Linked DNA regions of Bicyclus anynana: region 1 is linked to region 2. Evidence: chromatin contacts called from public Hi-C data. All regions are on one chromosome and are shown on one strand. The core of a region is the stretch at or near the end of the contact, and the rest is flanking DNA. Distances in the headings are between cores, read along the strand shown.

Region 1 (6,826 bases), core at 3,169-5,668, 100 kb after region 2:
GCGATCTTACCTGATGTTAAGTGAGGATGCAGTCTAAGATGGAAGTGTGCTAACTTGGAAGAGGTATAAGTATATGACGGTTTCTACGCGGCATCATACCGGAACGTTAGATCGCTTGGAGGTACATGTTTGCCGGTAGGTAACTAGCCACGCCCGAAGCCCATCACCAGACCAGGTTGGAACCAATTTAGAAAATATAATTAGATAATATAATCCTGAATTAATAAAAATAATATAAGCCAGCCTCTCTATTGAGAACCTCAACACCCCAAGGTCGTCAAAACCCCATTTTCTGGAGGCTGAAAGTTTGTCAGCCCATGATCTTACGAGTACCGTTGGTAAGTAAGAAAGCCAAATAAGAAGTTTGGACCGTGGTGGCTTTAAAAGGTTTAATCCCGATCGTGAATTGTTGTATAAATCGTATTTTTTTATATTTTCTACGGGATATTAGCAGAAATCATATTTACAGACGCCAAACTCTTTGTGGCAACCCTTCGCCGGAGATAAACTTATAGGTCGAGAAAGTTGAATCTATATCGAAGCTAGGTGACTGACTTATAATTCCTTTAGCTAAGGCTTTATTTATCTTATTATGGCGAGGAAGTTTTTTGAAAAATTAGCTCTAAACTTGGCCATTTGTGACCTTGAAACCTGCTACTTTCCATGGTGCTACTTTCCATAGTCATATAAGTCCATACTTCATAATTGGCATTAAATGAGGTAGAAGTATGTCTGGTTACAGCAAGCTCCCGGTCCAACTTATCTATTTAAATTCGGCGCAGAGAGCGGGGTTGCGTCGCCGGCCTTCGCTAATCAAAATCCGATCAGCCATTAAGTCCTCGCGCTATCTGCGCTTAGTTTACGAGCGGGTGTGCGCGGGGGTGCGGCGGCGGTGCGGGGCGTGCGGGTGATCGCTTATTTATGTGGCGGGGACGCGAAAAACTACCCTCGCAGGCGCTGCTGCACGGTACGCCGCCGGTGCGCGCTGCGCCCGTAAACCCGGACAGGGTCGCCACACGATCGGACACTTTGGGACACTATGTTTTGTTTGTTTGTTTACTTGTTTTGTGGTGTATAATATGCTCAATGGTATTTGACGGAAATCAGAATTTTCTTAACAAAGGGCACTTAAGGAATGTGACAGTAGAACATTACAATTCAGTGTAATATTGGTTATGATCGATGTAAAACTAAAATCACCAAATAATCATCAAATAAACTTCTGTTCAACTTAGTAATTTTGTAGATGCAGTAAAGTAAACAAATAGATAGATCGAATTAAGTATACTAGCTTTGTGCTCAAAGTACAGGGTTCTACGATATGCAAAAAAGATGATCGCAGTCGCAAAATAAGAGGTACAAAAATATCTCAGATGTTCGACCAGTACCTACATCAAAACCAAGTTAACCAAAAACTAAGCTAGCACACATACACACACACACATTGGAATAGCGTGGTGGTTCTTAACTACAAATCCCCTTCAAAAAATAAAAATAAAATAACTGGTAAAATAAAATCAGATTTTCGGGGTTTTCAGAAAAAATAAATGTTTTTCATAAAATTAGCAAATATTAACCGGTAAAGCATGTAAATTACATAGCTTTACATATATTTTAGGAGTTAAATTGACTAGATTATAATTTCAAATCTAATTCATGTGTACGTAATCTATACTAATATTATAAAGGTGAAGAGTTTGTTTGTATGTTTGTGTGTTTTTTTGATTGAACGCGCTAATCTCAGGAACTACTGATCCGATTTGAAAAATTCTTTCAGTGTTAGATAGCATTTATCGAGGAAGGCTATAGGCTATATATTATCCCCGTATTCCTACGGGAACGGGAACCACGCGGGTGAAACTGAGCGGCGTCAGCTAGTTAACCTTATAAATCAGGACTAGTCCCATATAATATAGAAATCATGGTAACACCAACATCGTCGCCGTTTTGTAATCAACCGTGCCGCGGTTTTTATGAGCTCGCCTTTTGCACTCACCGCTCGGTATAAATTTAGTTCGCTATCTGATATCGAGGCGCCGTGTATATGTGTAATGTATACGTATAGCATTGTCGTATATGTGTAATGTATACGTATAGCATTGTCGTATATGTGTAATGTATACGTATAGCATTGTCGTGTACGTGTAATGTATACGTATAGCATTGTCGTATAATCCGGTGTATCGATGCGTATTTACATACACGCGATAGGCTAGTTGACACTTTTTTTTTTGATGTTCTTATCTAGTAGCACGATGATGAACTAATCGTGCTACTAGATTGAAAATGTTTTTTGACATGACAACGTCTTATAATTCTATGGAGCCGGCTGCACACACAAAAAGATGACGTCATGCGTCGTTCCCTCGCTCTAGGGTTCTATTAAGATTATTAGTAAACAGTATTTTAGAAAACCGAACATTATCTTTTGAAAAATGCAACCATTCATCCATCCATCAGTATTTTCTTATAACGTTGTCACGTTCAACTAACGTCAGTAACCGACTTTACAGACAACCGATTTTTTACAATTTTTTTGAAACGTTTTTACATGAAAAATTTAGTATTTAAAATTTCATTTGACTTGAAAAAAGTTAAACTTAAAAGTGGCACATCGAATGCTGTTCTTTTTTGTTTTTTATTCTCTTATTTCTTCCTTTGCCCAACCCGCGTTGAAAAAGCGTATTAGCTCCATATCCTCTATTGTAAGAGGGAGGCCTGGTTCTATAGTGGACCATTAAAATAAGCTGCTAACAAAGACTTTATACTAACTACTCCAGTGGCGGATTTACAAATTTACCGCCAGTAGGCTATTGAATTTTTGCAGCCCCTACTAAACTCTGAAATTGAATAGGTATCCTAGTTCGCAAACAATAAACAATTACCTTAAATTGTGTCAATAAAATTGCAAGTTTTAATATTTTAGTAGGACTGTACAGGACGCACGTTTTAATATTAAAATTATCGTTACATTTTCTTTATTTTTGTAGAATAGAAAGAATTTGCCGCCCCTAAAATCCTCCGTGTACTTCTAAAGCAGTTAATCATCGTTAAACCGCGAACGTTTCAGTTGAAAAAACCCATTCGCCGTCAGGAATGGCACGCGGCTGCATTTTCTCGAGGTAGGTAGTTTTCGTCAGCGCTATATTTGCCGCGCACTCGCTAATGAGCGAACGGCGCTGCACATATACAGAAATAGTATGCGCTTATGTAGGGACGCCACGGTTGTGACGCGGTTTAGCTATCGTACAGTTCGTATTTTTTTGTTTGCCTTTTGCCTTACCCAATAGACTGTTTGATGTTGTAGTAAGTTGTCTAACGCCTTTGTGTATGTAAAGGAACGTTAACATAGCAGGAACGTATTGTTAAATTGTTTACAAAACTTACAAAACACTATATTGTGATACAAAACTTCGAAACCCGTTCATAAAATAACCATTGCTTATCAACTGCTCACGGGGAGATGATCATTTAATAATATGTTTTAGCATTATGATCCTTCAGTTTTGTGTAAGTACCGTCTATTAAACGCTTGTATACAGATAAGGGAAACAGAAGTAATAGCGCCAACAAGGTGATAGCGCTCCCTTTTGTAATGACTGTAGTAGGTGGCGAGTATTTCCATTTCATGAAACGATCGGGTATCATGAAGTGATTAATATCAAGACCCGGTCGATACGGTACTGTACGGTTGTCAGTGCAAGTGTTGAGGCTTCTTGGTATAGTGTAAATCTTTTAAATATCATGACAAATGATCAGCCTTCATGGAGTGATCAACTTCAAGACCCACTATGGTACTGCACGATTGTTAGTCCGAGTGTAACAGCGGGTGAAGTGGGCGGCGCGTTATCGCTGACGGCCGCGGATCGCGTTTATTTTTGCCACGTGTAGGCAATATCCACGCGACACCGGTCACGAGCGGAGGGCGGGTCTAACAGAAACTAATGTTACTGGTGATCCCAAGGTGATACATACTGCAAGTTATGGTTGTCAGTACGAGTTTGGTGGCTGGTAAAGAGTATAGCAGGTCTTTTCCATTTAATAAAATACCAAGCCACTAGGATACTGTACGATTGTCATTGCAGGCGTGGCATAGGCGACGGGTCTTTTCAATTTCTTGTCATGATCAGATGTCATGAAATGATCAATACAAAGACCCGGTAGTTACGCTACTGTACGATTGTCAGTCCGAGTGTCGCAGCGGGTGAAGTGTGGTGGGCGGCACGTTATCGCTGACGGCCGCGGATCGCGTGTATTTTTGCCGCGCGTAGGCAATATTTACGCGACACCGGTCACGAGCGAATGGCGGATACAAACTAATGTTACTAGTAAACGTAGGCACAACCATAACGTGTAGTATACTCGGACTATTATAGTAGCCGTCCTTAGATCCGCGTCGTACGTACCAAACAAATATCTGTACGTATTCATTGTATCCTCTTCCGTGAGTCGTAATCCTCATGTGTGAGGGTAGTGACCACCTCCATCTCTGATCCTTGTCCTTAGAATACGAAGACCCTGGGTTCCATCCCCGTCTGGGCCGATTTATTGTCTAGTCACTCTTTTTTTATTGAAAGTATGCGGCAAAATGCTGAGTTGGGGCCTTTTTCTAGGTTGTGCCACATATTACAGGGCATTCTTTAGTGCTCCACTGTTTGAGTGGACAGTTAAGCCATAATATGTTATAATTTAGATTTAATGTGATATGTGGCATTACTTAAAAAAAAGATCTTTTCTTTCTTTCTTTCTTCATTTAGGTTTCCTTAGTTGGTCCAGGTCTGCCTGGTGGGAGGTTCGTCCGTGGCTAGTTACCACCCTACCGGCAAAGACGTATCGCTAAGCGATTTAGCGTTCCGGTCGCGTAGAAACCGAAAGGGGTATGGATTTTCATCCTTCTACTAACAAGGTACCCCGCTTCCATCTTAAATTGCATCATCACTTACTATAAGGTGAGATTGTAGTCAAAGACTAACTGGTAATGAATAAAAAAAAGAGTTAACCCTTCTTTGTTATTCGGATAAAACAACGCGGTCCGCTTGTCCCCGGGTCAGTCCGCGGGGTAGGCAATACCCGGCATTATCGTATTTGTGCCGAGATCGATGCGCGCGGCGAACGGCACCTGTGCCTCACGTCTCCGAGCATACATTACGTTTATACGCCGAAGAATACTCAATACTCTCATGAGCACGTACTTGCTCGCCCGAGTAAATGATACCTTAGCCTACCTATATATACCGATAGACGTTAAAATTGAATATCTAGTCTATGAAGAAAATTACTACACATATAAGTATAAAAAACCTATACAGTTCAGAACATAGACTGTTCATTCCAGAAATATCTATGGCAACAGAATTTCATGAGAACGGAATCGCAGGCGTCCGTTACTTACTAATAACATATGCTTCTCTGAAAATCACATCAAAAACGATTTAGTCATACGCGGCATAATCGTAGATAAACATAGGTAGGTACATATACAAAATAGGGGTATAATAGAGAACCTGCTTTTTTAAGTCGGTTAAAAATTCTCAAGTTAATAATTAATATTATATTTTGCTGTATGAAAAATAAATTCGCGGGACCTCAAATTCCAGGAATAACTTGTAAGAGTTTCATTTAAGTGTTTAGTCTAAAATAATATTATTCGTTATTGAACGGCAAAAAAGTGTTCTTTTTCATTTGGCCGATACGGTTGTCCTTTGGAAAGTTTCCAATTTTTTATTTGGTCTCTACTAATCGATGGCCAGTTTGAGACGCGTTTTAGTAGCGTGATTTGGCGGGTATGGCGGCGACATGCCTCTCGTTTAGTGATGGGGGATACATTTGTCGATATTTTCAAGGCCTAATGAATTTATGATTTAGAATTTTAGAATATCGACTTTCAGTATCGTGCATTTACGGTAATAAGTACGGTGTAAGTTTACATGACGTGAATACAATATAAAATGTTTAAGCCTAGATGCTAGTCACAACAATTCCTGTACTAGTGTTAAATTATATTACAATGAGTCACCAACGGTATGTACCTATGGTTAATGTGTTTGATAGTATTTAAAAAAAAAAACTATTTGCACTATTGTCGCAACTAATCTTAACTGCCTTTACAAGTAATGGAGGGGAATAAACGTCACATTAAACAAATATGATTTACTAGCGGACGTCCGCGACTTCGTCCGCGTGGAATTCAGTTTTTCACAAATCCCTCGGAAACGATGAATTTTCCGGGATAAAAGTAGTCTATGTGTTAATCCAGACTATAATATACCTTAATACCAAATTTCAGCTAATTCGGTTCAGTAGTTGAGGCGTGAAAGAGTAACAAACATTCATATCATCAAAATCATCAGTTTTCGCAAATCTCGAGAAACCATGATTTTTTTTCGGAATAAAAAGTAGCCTATGTGCTAACCAAGAGTAAAGTCTATTTCCATGTCAAATTTCAGCTACATCGCTTCAGTAGTAGCGGCGTTATAGAGTAACAAACATCCAAACATCTAAACATACATCCAAACATCCATACAAACTTTCGCTTTTATAATATTAGTAGGAAGTAGGATTAGTAGGATATAGATACTAGACAGCCTCGTGGCGCAGTGGGTAGTCTTTATGTTTTATTATGCTTTCTGCATCCATGGTCGTGGGTTCGATTCCCTGGAATACTCACTTCAACTGGAAAAAATTGTGTGACCAGCATGGGTAATTTCCGGCGGCTAGGTGTATTTATACATTATTTAAGTATTTGTATGTAGTATATAAATATTTATCATAAAATTATTAAATTAAAAATCTTTGGGGTTAGATAGTAATGTGTGTATGTTTTATT
Region 2 (6,181 bases), core at 2,221-4,720:
CCCAGCTGAAGTGGGTGAGCAGCCGTTGACTGAGCGGTTAGATCCAACATAGCCTGTTGAGTCTTTAGCCAGTACCATAACGTGTCATCCACCGGCTGAGCGGCGGATGATTGCGATGACAAATGATGACTGGACTTGGATCCGCTGTGCCGGTATGGGTCCGAGGAGTGGCTGGATTTGCTGCGGTGTTTGGTTTCGTTTAAGTTAAGAACTCCATTGTGGACCGGTTTCGGAGATCGCACGGAGCGTAGAGCTCGACTCGCAGGTTGCGCGGATAGTGCAGATAAACCTGGATTCAGTTGTGCCAGCAGCGTTAGGTTGGTGGCGATTTCATTGAAGCTCAAGCCGAGATGAGAATGGGTGAGGCCGGGTAAATGAGCGAGTCCCGACAGGGGGCTGATGGCGCTCATTGAGACACTCGCGCCCGGGTCGGGGCGGCGCTCTCGGGGCGGATGTACGGGAGGTGATGGTTCGCTTCGTTTGGTCGTGAGCTCGACGGGCGCGTCGGTCGGCAGCACGGGCAGAGGCGCGTTGTGCGTCACGGCCGCGGGGCTGGAGAGGTCGAGGCCGGTCGCGACGGGCGACTGCGGAGCGGTCGGCGACTCGGTACGCGCACGTTTATCGGGGGGCTCCCCGTCGTTGCTTTTGTCGGTGTCCGGCGAGGACAAGCGAGAGGTCATGTAGCGCAGTTTGTCCTCGTTCTTACACCAGCCGCGGAGTGTCGACTCCGGCACGCCGATGTCGCGCGCGACTGAAGCCTTGGACTCGCCGTCGTTGACGCGTTGTATCGCCTCTATCTTATCTCCGGGTGTGAGGGCACGCATAGGACGTTTGCCCTTTGTAGTCATTTTTGCCTCTCGCTTTCTGTAACAAAAGAAGTGAAGCCGTCAGTTTGCTTCGCTAATTTGAAGTATATTCTTCATAAATACGTCTCTGTTACAGCCGCAGTATGTATTTTGCGCGAATAATTAGCAGCTTGACCGTCGTCATTGACAGTTTGTATGGGAAATTATTGCGAGTGGTCTCTCGAGTAAAATAATTTTAAACACAACAGATAACGTTTGTTAGGCGAGTATGAATATTTGTGAATAGTATTGTAAATGTGGTTTTATTTTTTATTATAATTATTATCACCATATTAATAAACTTTCAATAAATTTAAATTCATAATATACATTGACATTATAATACGTTCTTGATAAACACACAAACTATTTCGGAATAATTTATAGACGTATTATTAATATCGAAAGTATTTTATTTTAATATTGTACGAAAATTTAAATCAATGACCAATTACGAAAAATAAACCTAACCTTAAGAGTAACGAATAACAATTTCGTATTATCCTGTATAAAAGTTCATCGAACTTGGTTTATCATTGCACCTGTATTTTATATCGTACCAATGACCTGTGCAGATTAAAGATTTTTACGACCGCTAAAAGTCATTCAACGATTTTATAATATAAATAAACATCCATGCGAACACAGTAGGTAACATAGGTATTTGGGCAAAAACGATAAATGTGTTTACGCGGGAAGCTATAAAGTTACGAAAAGATAAACAAAAAGAACACATAAAATTATGACCTACGACAACAGTAAGCGGCAAAAGTTGTCGGGTCGTTGACACCGTGACCTTGCAAGCGACGCACGCATCTCGCAGTCGCCGACAGATGGCATTGCATGTCACAGGAAATAATATTTTAGTTTTATAAACTTTTGTGTACAAAACAATCACTGCATTATGAATGAATTCTATTATAGTTTTTGACCATGCGGTCTATAACGTTCTATAGAATACCATTTTTATTGTCAGATTATCGCTTTTGCATTAATTATCTAAATTATCTATTAATTTAGAGGTAACATAGGAAATTAATATCATTACCAGGTATGGTCAAACGTACGTTTATAATTACATACTTATGTTTATTATTGCAATATTTACACCACTTTTATGTACATTTTACTTTGTTTTACATATTTTATATTGAAATTGAAATTATTTGAATGATTTTTAGTTAAAACATTTCAACTATCAAAACTACTTGGCTGTAGTAATTAGGCGATTTTCTTTGGCGCACAAAGTGAAAAATGAAGATTGACGGATTGGAGTTATCTAATAGTTTTGTTAATTTTTAGTCAACTTTGTGATAGAACTAAAATTCGATAGGCTTAGGTAATTAGGTACGAATATGGCAAGTCTTATAGATTACGAATGAGAAATCTCAGAAAAGTTTCCTATAATGAACGCGCTAAGTTTGAATTCTTATTTTTTACGCACTTTTCCGTCGGCATTACACCTACGGAACTATAATCAAAATCCGATATTTAATATAAAAATAGCATTTTCGACAGGACTTTTTAGGAGTTTACATATTCTTAGGCAAAAATTTAACTATTCTGGCGAGAATTATTCAATTTTTAATCAAGACTATGAATTAGTATAATAAAATAACTCATTTATTTATATTTCAAAATCATTTGGGATAACGAAAGCTTCCTTCAGTATAATTTAACATAATTAATATAATATTTTGATTTAAGAAGAAGTGGAAGATGCAAAGTTTCATGTCTTTATTAAGGACTTTACTTAAGTGTTTTAATTTTAAAAACACTTTAGCAAAATTGCATTGGCAAATGAAACAAAATGTCTGTAAGTGAAAAAGCTATTCAGTCATCATTATAACACCATGAAAATTATGTAGTGGTTTATAATTTTTCAAAATTTGTCAATTAAGAATACCTTTGAAAAATTGTTACAGCAAAGTAATTTTCGTTTTCTTAGACAGTTAGTGTGTTATCTAATAAATATATGAAAACTTTGGTGATTACTTGCAAAAGTATTACTTAAAGTTTGCTCGTGATTTAAGTCACAGTTTACACAGTGGAAAGTGTTGATGTTGATAGATTATGACAATAGAGATATACTCGTAACTTTAAAAATAAGTGCAACAATCAAAAACGGAGCCAAAATTAATTCGTCTAGCGAGTTTACAGACTAACGCAGTGAAAAGTTGTCAACTTACTTGCGAGCCGGCACGTGTGTTGTGTTTACAATTTTCGCGGAGCCAGCCGTTGCGCCGCAGCACAAACGGCACGGCACGGCACAAACGGCACAAGCGATGCAGGTATGCGCAAACGCGGCACGTGTTCCACAGTTTAGGGTTTCACTCACTATCACGCAACACGGCAACACTAGTTCGGTCGGCAGTTGTCCTTCGGGCGGCGGCACGGCACGATACGTTCGTCGCGGGGCGCGCGCGGCGACTGTGTGCCGGTGGTGATAAGGCCAGCCGCGGTCCGCCGTCCGCCGGCCGCGCCTCTCCTTTGTGTCCGTCCGGCGCCCGCCCGCGCCCCCGCGCCCCCGCCGCGCCCCGCGGACCCCGCGAGCCGTAAACACCGGCGACCGGCCTCCGCACTTTATTAACGCAATTAATTCTCCGCGCATCAACTTTCTACCGAAAAGATCGCGGACGGCAAAAGTTTTATCGCCCGCCCGAAGTTCACTCAACTTTTCCGCACGCCGGCAACTTTTCTAAACTTTATCTCGTAATGACTCGGTGCGTCTCGCGGCTGTCTCGGCAACTAATAGTTAGCGGTGAATAGTCGTAATTATTACAACTTGTGCATTGTTTATTTGTGTATTTCTGAATAAATTAACATGTTTGGATGCTATGATTTTGCAACTTGATATTGTTTAGTAACACTTTTCTTATTAAGTAACTTAGTAAAACGGTTCATTTCATTTTTTTATTTAAAAAATCTGAATAGTTACCTACTTAGGTAGTTCCTACGTAATCCTATATCCTAAACTCATAATCGTTTACTTTAAACAATAGACGACACAATTGGATGTTCTTATAAATTTTAAAGGTAGGCTTTTTTTATCTACCTATTTTTTAAGCACATTTTCTATAATGTCCATGGCATCCATATCCATAGGCACAATACAATTAGTATACCGTGCGATAGGTATCTACATCAATATTTGTAACAAAACCTTTTGTTGTATAAACAGTTATTACGAGTAAGTGTAAGTACCTAGTTGATCCTATTTTTGTAGAATTTCTTTAATACTTTGGTATTTGGTAGGTAGGTAAATCAATCGGTATAGGTACCTAATGAATGTAAAACTGCAAACAATAACTTTTCTAGGTATATTATTATCAATTTTAACCTGTACCTAACCATGCTGCATTACGTATGAATGTTAAAAAAATCTGTCTATCTGTTTGCTAAATACAAAAAATACGTCTGTGGACAAGGCTATCCATGCATACATATTTACGCAAAAATAAAAAAAAATGAAAGGGGTAGAAACAAAGATGAAAGTTTGTAGGGTAGGTATTTCGAACTAGTGATATACAAACTTATTCTAGGTAGGTACTTAGTTGTTGTAACTGAAAAAAAAAAGTTAAGGAAACCATGTAGCCGACTTCGTGGGAACAGTTTGGGTGGTCTCAGAATCTGCAGTGGCCAGACCGTCTTCATTTAATAAAAGCTGAAAGTTTAATATAACACTAATAAAATACTAATACAATTATAGTATTCATACTATAATTGTATTCTAACATAACGTGAGTATAATATATTATTTTGTTTTGCTAATCAATGTCTACCATCACTAGCTGATCCAGCGGCTTCGCTCGCGTTGAAATCTAATACGGGCAACATTAATATCTCGCGAGAAAGTAATAATTTAAAATTATTATAAAATTATGAATAATATTTTATCTATAAATAGGTATGCTATTAAATGCAATGCTAAGTGTTATTAGAATTGTTCTGATTTCGTATGATTTGGTCTTAAATTATTTATTTATTTTATTTATTTAATACTCTTTATTTATACACCATAAAAAATAAAAGAAAACAAGCAAAACAGAAACATAAGAAAAAAAAATTATTGATATGTAGTTACACGTATTTATCTACTTGTCATGTTTTAATGAGTAAAATTATTATAAATAGTTACATTCTCAAGTAAATTACATTCTCAAGTAAAAAAAAAACTGTAGTTAGCTAGTTTTCGATCTAGTTCCTTCTTCACTTTTCTACCAAAGAACTGCCAATTATCGCAAAGGTCTGCATCCATACGTACTTGATGTCCCTTTGACGCGTATGAAGCGTTTCAGTTCTTCGTTCCTGATTCGCACTATCAAGTTATGGAATGCCCTTCCAGCTTCCGTTTTCCCTACCACCTCGGTTTTGACGGCCTTCGTGACGTAGTAGTATGCGCGGTGGATTTACTAGACGGTGGTCCTGAGTTCGATCCCCGGCTGTGCCGTTTGCGGTATTTCTTAAATGGTCTGGCTGGTGGAAGGCTTCAGCCGTGGCTAGTTACCTCCCTACCGGCAAAGACGTACCGCCAAGTGATTTAGCGTTCCGGTACGACGTTGTGTATAAACCGAAAGGGGTGTGGATTATCATCCTCCTCCTAACAAGATAGCCCGCTTCCATCTTAGATTGCATCATCACTTATCATCAGGTGAGATTGTAGTCAAGGGCTAAATTGTGAATTAACCTACAAAACCTACAACATAGGTATATGACCTATGTTGTAGGTTTTTTTTCAAATCCATTATTGTGATTAGGCACCTTCTAGGCAAGCGCGTTCCACCATAGGCTGCATCATCGCTTATTGTCAAGTATGATTGCAGCCAAGCCCTCTTCTATACCTATGTATAATTAATGTAATAAAAGGTAAGGTACCCCATGTATCCCTTCCATCGATATGAGCATTTCCACCACACTGCTCCAATGCAGGTTGGCGGGCTAAGCCTGAGGGTGCGATAATGTTAAACCCTTTAACTTTAATATCCTAATAATATCAGGCAACATGGTACGCGTCTTGTCTCCAATTATAATGACCGGAACCAGCGACTTAGCGTGTGCTCCAAGGCGTCTTCGTCTTCACCAACTACTAACTTCTGGCTGAGTTTTATGAAAAATCTAGCTCAGTATGTCGAAGACTGACCCAGACTCGAACCCAGAACCTCATGATCTGAAACCACATAGGCTAACCACTGAACCAACGAAGTCTTAAGTAATACTTAATAATAATAATTAATACATAATATAACGATGGTATATGATTAATCCATACATAAGTAGACCACATAACATTCGTATAATACTATAAACATACCTACTTCCTTGGGTATTTATGTTAT

Evidence for each region. A called contact is a pair of places that touch in the nucleus more often than the background predicts.
Region 1: a contact with region 2 is called in a Hi-C map of whole body, with 2.4 times the contacts expected there. The contact joins the enhancer-like site here to the promoter of LOC112046422 in region 2. A contact is called at or near these places in 2 of 2 Hi-C or Micro-C datasets (whole body and whole larva).

The regions. Positions count from the first base shown.
Region 1 is chr21:11,389,108-11,395,933 of ilBicAnyn1.1, forward strand. No RefSeq gene overlaps it. Among protein-coding and RNA genes, the nearest start is that of LOC112046455, 5.4 kb to the right of the region's middle. Within about 2 kb of position 4,419, at least 8 of the 8 cell types and tissues checked have open chromatin away from gene starts, as enhancers often do.
Region 2 is chr21:11,290,434-11,296,614 of ilBicAnyn1.1, forward strand. It overlaps LOC112046422 (protein distal antenna), which reads right to left and starts at 3,471. Exons shown (of 2, transcript XM_024083034.2): 1 at 3,035-3,471; 2 at 1-864. The coding sequence starts at 3,456.